Linked DNA regions of Mus musculus: regions 1 and 3 are each linked to region 2. The links are chromatin contacts, called in public ChIA-PET and Hi-C maps. All regions are on one chromosome and are shown on one strand. The core of a region is the stretch at or near the end of the contact, and the rest is flanking DNA. Distances in the headings are between cores, read along the strand shown. Region 1 holds the start of Ccdc117 (coiled-coil domain containing 117). Region 2 overlaps Znrf3 (zinc and ring finger 3). Region 3 holds the start of Emid1 (EMI domain containing 1).

Region 1 (2,927 bases), core at 262-2,761, 240 kb before region 2:
GCTGTTTTGTTCGTTTTGGAGATAGGGTCTCACACATCCATTTCATGTCCTTCTTAGCTGAGGCTGCCCTTCCATTTTTAAAATCCTCCTGCCTCAACCTTCCAAATGCTGGGATTACAGGTTTATGCCACCCGACCTGCTCATACAAAGTTGCCTTTATGAACTTTACTTCCTCCAAATCATTTATCACTAACTCAACTCCCCCAGGCTAAGACACTAACTCACTTCCTTAAGTCCACTCTAGTTCAGTTACTGGTGTGTCCTTGATAAATCTTTGGCTAAATGGCATTGACAATGGTATAAGCCACTCAGTGATGAGTGATGGGATCATTCTTTAAGGCAGAAAAAAATGGGGGATGATCAGTGGTAGGACTGACCAATCAATCCTCCACTCCATTGGTCCAACCTAAGCAGGGGACATTATTAACCATCTTTGGATATACAAGGCTGAACTTCTGCTTTTCCCCTCCAATTGCTCTCCCAATCTCTGGGGGTTTTAGTAATTGTCCATGGGATCCAATACATCAAAAATTTCATTTATGATAAAACACAGAAACAATTGAAAGATAGCATTACAAGTACACACATGTAGAGTTTTCTAAGCCTTGACATCCTGTTTTGTTGTTAAGGCTGAACTCAACCATTCTCTTGCTTCAACCTCCCTATAGCTGGGATTGACTGGAAGTATGTGCCACACATCCACCTGCTTCATGTATAAATATTGTGGTGGAGTACATGCACCCTACCACTCAGCTGCACTTCCCTCTCGGAGTTTTATTAGCTTTTAATTTTCTATTTGTTATTGTTATATGTGTGCATGAGAGTGCATGTGTAACCAGGGAACAAAACCAAGCCAGTCCCCACCCCCACCCCACGAAAGGAAGTTCAAGAACAAGTTTCTAGAGTTGGTTTTCCTTTCACCATAGATTCTAGAATAATAACTCCAGCTGTCAGGTCCCACTCCTAGGCATTTTTTTTTTTTATATTTTGTTTCGTAACAGTGGCTGGCCTGGAAGTCACTATGTAGACCAGACTGACCTAGAATTCAGAGATTTTCCCTCCTCTGCCCAGAAAGTGCTGGTATTAAATGTGTGCACCACTATGCCCAGCCCCACCTCTAGATTTTTAATTCATTCACTACTCACTTCAACTCTGAAAACATTTTTTCTTATCCTGTTTACTACAGAAGAAACAGAAACGTGTAACTTTTTATTTTGGACTGGGTCCCACGTAGACTAGGCTAGCCTAGACCATGCTACTTAGTCAAAGTCTGGCTTTGAATGTGTCTGATTATCCTGCCTCCACCTGATAAGAGCTGGGAATCCACCACGCCCAGCTCAAACGTTCTGTATAGGGATTGGGTGTCTGTCATTCTGGCCGGGTGAGGGCGACCTGACCTCCTGCAATTCGTCCGGTACACCCCCGGCCATCTTGCCTGTAGTCCTTAAGGACCACAACTCCCGGCATGCCTCACGACAGCGGCCCTCTATACACAACAAATCCCGACGTGTCTCTGGGCGGTCCGGAGTGGAGGGTTCTAGAAGGCGTGAGGTTGGGGGGCCGAAGAGGGCTCAGAGGCAGGTAATCGTGGGTAGCGTTGGTGGCGGCCACTGCGGAGTCTGGGAAAACGAACGACTGGGGTCGCGGACGCAGCCTCGTCTGGAAAGCCATGGCAGCCCTCGGCCGGCCCTTCAGCGGCCTCCCTCTGAGCGGCAGCGCGGACTTCCTGCAGCCGCCACCGGCCTTCGCGGGCCGGGCCTTCCCGCCAGGAGCCGCCGGCCATGACCTGGCCCCGCGGCCCGGTGTCCGCGGCGCGCCGAGCAGCCCGGGCGGGAGAACAGCGCGCGGACGGTGAGCAGGCGGGGCGGGCCCGTTAACCTCTCGGGACGTTAACCGTGAGTCCCGGGGCGCAGGGCGGGCGACCCTCGAGGGTTCTTCGGCCTGGACGCTTCCCTCCACACGCGCGGCCGCCGGCTGCCGGCCGGGACAACTTTGAATGCCTCTGGGACACTTGGGTCCCTCATCGGCAATGTTGGGGGCAGAAATGGGTTTGGAGCGAGTGCTCAACTGTCACTGCCCCGACAGAAGTGACAACTTCAGATTTTCTTGTCTGAGGTTATTTTATTCGGAGCCCCTGGCAAATCGTGATCACCTGGGACCTGTGTGGGTCTATCACGGCCAAGGAAGGAATGTTCAATTTGTGGCGGGAGATCCGGATGAGTGAGGCGACAAATACATGGTGCAGAAACGTTACATTTACGTTCCAGTCGTGAGTGACTGGTTTGTTTTTGTTTGTTCCAACAGTGTTTCCATTCACTGTAGAAAGAAACACAAGCGGTTGGCGGAGGATGATGAGTAAGTATCCAGACCAATTTGTCCTCTTTGTGGTCGCGGTTAGTTTAACACGTGTATCCTATTTGAAGTGAAAACGGTGAAGCACATGTATCTCTTTAAACTGCTGACATTGTTTGCCTTTTAGGGGCAGAAACTGAGTGGCGGGCAGGTAGAGGAAAATGCGCATGCATTTTAAACTGTCATTTCAGACACAAAAGTATTAAACCAAAACAAAAAGAAAATCCTAGGCTCTGTATTGGAAGGGTTGGTGTTCTCCGCGGAGGTAGTAACCATGTAACCTGTTCTCTTTCTCCTTAGGAAGAGTCCAGAAACTTACAAATTTTGTAGCCAGATACCTGGTCACTCTGCAATGCTTTGGAGTAGCTTATTCCAAATGAGTATATACAAGGTCTACCTGTTGGTTTTTGTTAAGATCGCCTGTCTGTGGAGCCGTGTCTAACCAGGGCTGTCCTCAAACTTATTAGATCTGTTTGCCTCTGCATGTTCAGATTATAAAGGCCCACATGCTACCAGGCCTCAATACCTGCCTTTTCTTTTTTTTCTTGACCATTACTATTATACAAATTCCAGAT
Region 2 (2,705 bases), core at 4-2,503:
AGTATTGTAATTTCTTTTCCTTCATCGCAAGTATTGCTGGGTTCTGCTTAATTAGATCCAGATTCCTACTAGTCCATCAGCATCAGAACATAGGGATCAAACTAAACTATCAAACTTGATGGCAGATGTCCTTACTCACTGAGACACCTCACCAGGCAGTGATTTTTAGTTTATTTTTATTTTTCAGTCCCCCAGTTTCTCTCTCAGTAGGCCAATCTTAAGAACAAAGCCCCTTGCTGCAAGAACCTACCCTGATTCTCCAGAGGGCCGCTGAGGTGCTCAGACTTTGCAGGCAAGGTTGTTAAGTCTGGTTCTGCCACCTAATTAACACTTGTTTATATTAATTAGTTGCCACATGTACAGAAGGCAGTGGTCCTTTTTTGAAGTTTCCAGTTACAGACCTAATAAGATCTGGCCTGAAATGGGACTTTGAGAACCTCCCAAGGCAAGGTAACAGCTTCCAAGTCCTCTACAAGTTTCTCTTTCAGGCATAGACAGCTCTACAGCCATTTTTCCATAACATCCTTCATTTACTCAGAAGGATGGATGGAACAGGAGGGTGTGCACAGGCTCTCTTTGAGTTTTTGGTGCTCCTTGTCAGGTGTCAAAACAAAGGGGACCATTGTGTTTCTTGGAACTGATCTAAAAGTCTGTGTTTGAGATTAAGATCTAAGGAAATGCATTTCCGTTTAACACCCAGTAGTTTCTGATTGTGAAAAGACTCACAACCTGTACATCGGCGCCGTACATGACTACAGACTCCAGCCTCTTCTGTTGGTTCCTTTAATTAGTAGGAATTAAGTGGAGGCTGCTGCATATTTTGAGAATAAATAACACTGTTTAAACTTAGGCAGCCTTAACCATTAACTTAACCGCTGGATTCTCGCTGCTACATGTCTCCTGAATAGATCAGCATAATCTTAACTAGGACTTAAAAATCCTTCATCCGCTCCCTCGCTCGCTCACTCACTCACTCTCGGGAACTTAGAACTTGAAGCCCATGGGAGCCTTTGGAGACTTAATGACTTTAATTATGGCAAGAAGTATCTTGTGGTGGGTAGGAGTACAGCTGGTGGGAGAGCCCTTTCTCAGTGCAGCCGGATGGGAGCTGGCAGAAAGGCAGTCATGGGGGAGGGGACTGAGAGGGGTGACTTGGGGGGGGGGGGTTGGCCGCAGGGCCTCTGAATTCTGAACTGTGTTTGTGGCTTCAGAGCTTTGATCACTTGCCAGGGAAACCTGGAAGGTCAGGCCAGGCTGCAGCCAAGCCCTGGAATGAGGAGCCAAGTCAGTGGAGCGGGCAACACTATGTCACTGCCCTCACCTCCCACCCTAGAGGAAGTAACCCTATCTGCAACCCCATCCTCTGGTCCTCTTTCTGTGGTGGTCTTCTTTTGAATTGGGGTCTCTAAAGCCTGCAATAAGCCAACAAAGTGCCTTCCAAATGTGACTTGGTAAAATCAGATATGCTATATGTACTTTTAGAGGAAATCAGGACTGGTTTTTGTTTGTTTTTAATTCTGTGTGTGCCTAGTACAAATTACTCTAGAGCACAGGTGATCTCTCCTGGTGGCTTGTGTCAGGTTTCCCCATTTTTTTTAACATTACCATCACCACCACCACCCCCACCTTGTTTCTTGGCACCAAGTTTTTCTCACTGGTTCCCTGTGTGCCCTAGTGTGTGACCTCATTTCCTATGTAATGAAAAGTTTCTGTCGGAAAACAGGGCCCTTGGTGAGTGTCTTTGAGCCCCTTTGCCTAGTATGACTCACACTTTAGGGCACAGGGCTGTGCAGAATACGCAAGAGCCTGGTGCCTGGGTGGTCACTGCCTAGAGGCAGTGAAGGAAGGAGAAAGTAAGGAGTGAAGGTTTAAAGTCCATTTAGTGACCTCCAGAGAGAAGGGGTACACAAGGACCCAGTGAGTGGGCTGCTTAGACCAGGAAACCCCACCAAGAGAGAGCTGGTGGTGGTGGTAGGTATGGTCAGGTCCACTGGTTGACCTCCATTGGTATGACCTGCCCCTACCACAACCACCACCACTTTCCCCTACATGACCTCACTGGCAGTAGGCACAGGACCCCATACAACAACAGAAGCTTGTTACTGCCACTCTGCAAGTCTGTAGACTGCAGAAAAGAATGGTGTCTCTCATGTTGGTGTTTAAAAATTGTGACGCTGTGGTTTCTGCAGCCAGTACTCCTAGAGAGCCGTGCTCTGTGTCTCAACAGGTCCTGTGCCTTGTTCTCTCTTGCAAGTGGTAGGATAGATTCCATCAGTCCTCTAGGCCAGAGGAAGGCCAAGGGCACATATCCAAGGGTAGTCATCTGGCTAGCTTTTCCTCATTGGAATTCTATGGAAAGTTCACTTTCCTCCAGAGAGAGAAGGGACACAGCACACACTTTAAATGTACAGGAATTTTTTTTTTTTTTTGAGAGCTTTGAAATCCAGAGATGTGTGTGTACAAAGTCCAGGGCCTAAGAGCCACAGGCAGAGCCACTGGAGTTTAAGACTGGCCAGAAACAACATGTGTGCCTTAGAAGTCAAAAGCCTCCTTAGCAGTACAACAGAAGATGGTGCAGATAAGAAGGCAGGTCTTGAAGTCTGAAGTGTGAAGACTAAAGGCTGCAGATTGCAGAGTACCAAAAAGACATAGCTAAACAGACGGATCCTAATTGAAGAGTTGGAGGATCCACAGGATTCCCATTG
Region 3 (3,008 bases), core at 331-2,830, 150 kb after region 2:
GAGACAGGGCTGGGCTCTCTCTTTCTCTGCAAAGGACTCTGGTTATGCCCTGGTCCTGACTCTACCCACAGGTCCAGGAGAAGCAAGCCCCAGGACTCAGACTGTCTTTGTTTCCACACAGAGATGGGCAAGCAACCACAGGAGCATGGCCCCTTGCACAGCTGAGCTGGGCAAAGATTCCCTGACCTAGGCTGCTCACTGCTGGGGCGTGCAGTAGACGTCTTCTGTGACCTCCCTTGGTGACGACTCTGCTCTTGTGTAGAGCTGGGCACAGTATCGAACCCAGCATGCAGGAGGCAGAGGCAGACAGACCTCTGTGAAATGAAAGCTAGCCATATTATATATGTGTGTGTGTGTGTGTGTGTGTGTGTGTGTGTGTGTGTGTGTATTTGTTCCAGACCAAGCCAGGACATATAGAGAGCTCATCTAAAAGAAAGAAAGAAAGAAAGAAAGAAAGAAAGAAAGAAAGAAAGAGAAAGAAAGAAAGAAAATCATACTTCATATACACACATATGTACATATATGTGTGTACATATATGTACATATATGTGTGTACATATATGTACATATATGTGTGTACATATATGTACATATATGTTCATATACACACATGTTCATATACACACACATGCACACGTGTACACAAACATGATATGCATGCATACAGGCATCTCACGTGTACACAGACATACATGCATACACATGCCCACCACACAAACACATACATTGTTCATTCAAATATGGCGTACATAAGCAAATACTGCCCATGCTCACAAACACATCGTGTACACACAGATTCAGCACATACATGTTTACAGCGCCGTGCATGCATACAACATTATCCATGCACACAAATAGTCTATCATGTCAGCACAGGCAAACTCCTCGCACCTGCTATGCCGCGTGGAATGTGCCTGAGTCCCACCCAGGCCCTCTGCTCTCAGCCAGTCCTTACCTTAGGGAATGGGAAATTGAGGCCTATGCCAAAATGCTGTCTACACTTGTGCTTAGACCCCAACACTGAGATGAGGGGATTGTGGGTCTGGGGTTACTCTGCCAGAGTGCTCTGGGCCTTAGTGTCTCCCTGTAAAACAGGTATAAGGGTCACTGCACTTAGGGGACGCGGGAGCACCTGAGCCTCGGGTTTCTCCTCCGTAACATGGGCGACCTAGCCAGCCCAACACGGAGTGATGAAAGCTTTAGTCAGGGCAGGATGTATGGGGTGAGATGCCTGGGACAATGGCACAGCTCGCGCAGGAAGCCTGTGTTAGGTCGATGGGAAGATCCTGTGTGTTTCGGGAACCCAGTTCCGCAAAGATGTCAAAGATGTGCGTCCAGAGGCGATCGCTCTGGAGTGGTGGGTTCAGGTCCTGGCAGCGTTGCGGGGACGAGGGGGCGGGTGCGGCCAGGGCCTCAGTTTCCCAGTCTGCGGCTCAGGTGGGCACCTGGAGGGCGTCCTGGCGGGGGCGCGGACGGCTTCCGGGTTGGCGGGGGGCGGGGGGCGAGGGGCGGGCGAAGCCGAGCGCCCCCGCCCTGCTCCGCCCGGAACCGGCTCTGCGCGCCCGCGGCTGCGGTGGGGACGACAGCATGGGCGGCCCGCGGGCCTGGACGCTGCTCTGCCTCGGGCTCCTGCTCCCGGGAGGCGGCGCCGCGTGGAGCGTCCCGGGCGCCCGGTTCTCGGGTCGCAGGTAAGTCTCCCCTAGCTCTGTGCAATCCCAGCACTGGGGTGAGGGAAGCAGACCCCAGCTCCGTGCAACCCCGAGACTGGGACAGGGACCCGACCCCAGCTCCGTACAATCCCGCGACTGGGGCAGAGACCCGATCGCAGCTCTGTGCAACTTCAGGGTCTGGGACAGAGACCCGACCCCAGCTCCATGCAACCCTAGGACTGGGACAGAGACCCGACCCCAGCTCCTTGCAATCCCGGGACATCGGAGGCAGTCCGAGACTGTTGCAGGGGCTCCATCGCTCATCTCTATACCATAAGCAGTGGGAGCAGGGGTTTGGCACGCTGTGCTCAGGATAGCCGGCTCACCTACTTCTGTGTGAAAGAACAGACGGCCTCCCCTACTGAGATCCCGGAGGCCCCAGAAGGTGGACCCATGGCAATGCAACAGAGCTTCCCAGGACTTCTGTGGGTCTCGCCCAAGCCCCCCTTCCCTTCATGTACATGTAAAATGCCAGGATCACCCCTTAGCCAGCCCTTCAGGAATCCCCTCTCTTTTCCCCTGCTACTGTCTTTTTCTTCTTTCTTTCTTTCTTTTTTTTTTTCTTTTTTCTTTTTTTATGTCCCAGCTATTTATTTCACTCGGAGGAAGGACTGGGGTGGAGACTGCACAGTGGGTCAGTGTCAGAGGCCCCCTGGGACCTGGCATTTGGTTGGACCTCCCAAAAGCCTATGACTCTCTGCCGGCCTTTGTGGAGTGTTTCCCAGGATCGGGTCCTGTGGGGCTTTTTCTAGACAGTGCCTTCAAGACTGGAGGATGTAGGGAAACTTGTCCCCACTCAATAGAGGGGCAAACTGAGACTAATGTGCTCGTGGTGGGTATTCATGGAAGAGCTGGGATTCAGCTCTCCCTTTCTGGACTCGATGGCAGAGTTTGAACCTGCCCTGGCCCCTGCTCTGCCTGTAGCCCCTGCCCCTGTCTCCAGGACAGACAATGTGGACTAACCAGGCCTCTTAGGCCTTTCAGCCCATTCAAAGGCCCGTGAGGGCCCCACCCCCCTGTGGCCTCACTTCTTTCTTTTTAGAAGTTTCCCTTTCTTGTGGTCAGAGGCCAGCAACCCCCCCTGGGAGCTAGCAAAAGCAGGTGACCGGGTAGAGCAGGCTCAGGGGTAGAAGTGGCTGAGGCAGCAGAGGTCAGGCAGTTAGCTGTCTGAGATGGGAACAGCCGAGTGGCAGATGTGGCAGATGCCACAGCACCCCTACAGTGTGCCAACCACAGCTGGTGTGGGCTGGCACTTTTCCTGCATCCATTGCTTCTAGAACCTTCCCAGCTGCTATCTAG

What was found. A called contact is a pair of places that touch in the nucleus more often than the background predicts. ChIA-PET counts read pairs in DNA pulled down with a chosen protein or histone mark.
Region 1: a contact with region 2 is called in a Hi-C map of cerebral cortex, with 2.6 times the contacts expected there. The contact joins the promoter of Ccdc117 here to the enhancer-like site in region 2. A contact is called at or near these places in 1 of 15 datasets of contacts at CTCF or cohesin (the NIH/3T3 cell line), 14 of 484 Hi-C or Micro-C datasets (B cells, the Ba/F3 cell line, CD4 T cells and 10 more), 10 of 115 datasets of contacts at active chromatin or transcription factors (the 230-238 cell line, bone marrow-derived macrophages, effector CD8 T cells and 6 more) and 3 of 9 other capture datasets (adipose tissue, embryonic stem cells and macrophages).
Region 3: a contact with region 2 is called in an RNA polymerase II ChIA-PET map of memory CD8 T cells, with 52 read pairs. The contact joins the promoter of Emid1 here to the enhancer-like site in region 2. A contact is called at or near these places in 11 of 39 promoter capture datasets (the 3T3-L1 cell line, the C10 cell line, the HPC-7 cell line and 7 more), 1 of 15 datasets of contacts at CTCF or cohesin (large pre-B cells), 1 of 484 Hi-C or Micro-C datasets (liver), 5 of 115 datasets of contacts at active chromatin or transcription factors (double positive thymocytes, embryonic hindbrain, embryonic stem cells and 2 more) and 2 of 9 other capture datasets (adipose tissue and embryonic stem cells).

What each region holds. Positions count from the first base shown.
Region 1 is chr11:5,540,801-5,543,727 of GRCm38.p6, reverse strand. It overlaps Ccdc117 (coiled-coil domain containing 117), which reads left to right and starts at 1,511. Exons shown (of 5, transcript NM_134033.2): 1 at 1,511-1,851; 2 at 2,305-2,355. The coding sequence starts at 1,670.
Region 2 is chr11:5,295,804-5,298,508 of GRCm38.p6, reverse strand. All of the region lies in intron 2 of Znrf3 (zinc and ring finger 3), which reads left to right. Among named protein-coding and RNA genes, the nearest start is that of Kremen1, 36 kb to the right of the region's middle. Within about 2 kb of position 1,253, at least 120 of the 459 cell types and tissues checked have an H3K27ac peak or open chromatin away from gene starts, as enhancers often do. A contact at or near this core is called in CD8 central memory T cells, DN2 thymocytes, cerebral cortex and 4 more, where this site is marked.
Region 3 is chr11:5,150,802-5,153,809 of GRCm38.p6, reverse strand. It overlaps Emid1 (EMI domain containing 1), which reads left to right and starts at 1,580. Exons shown (of 15, transcript NM_080595.3): 1 at 1,580-1,688. The coding sequence starts at 1,588.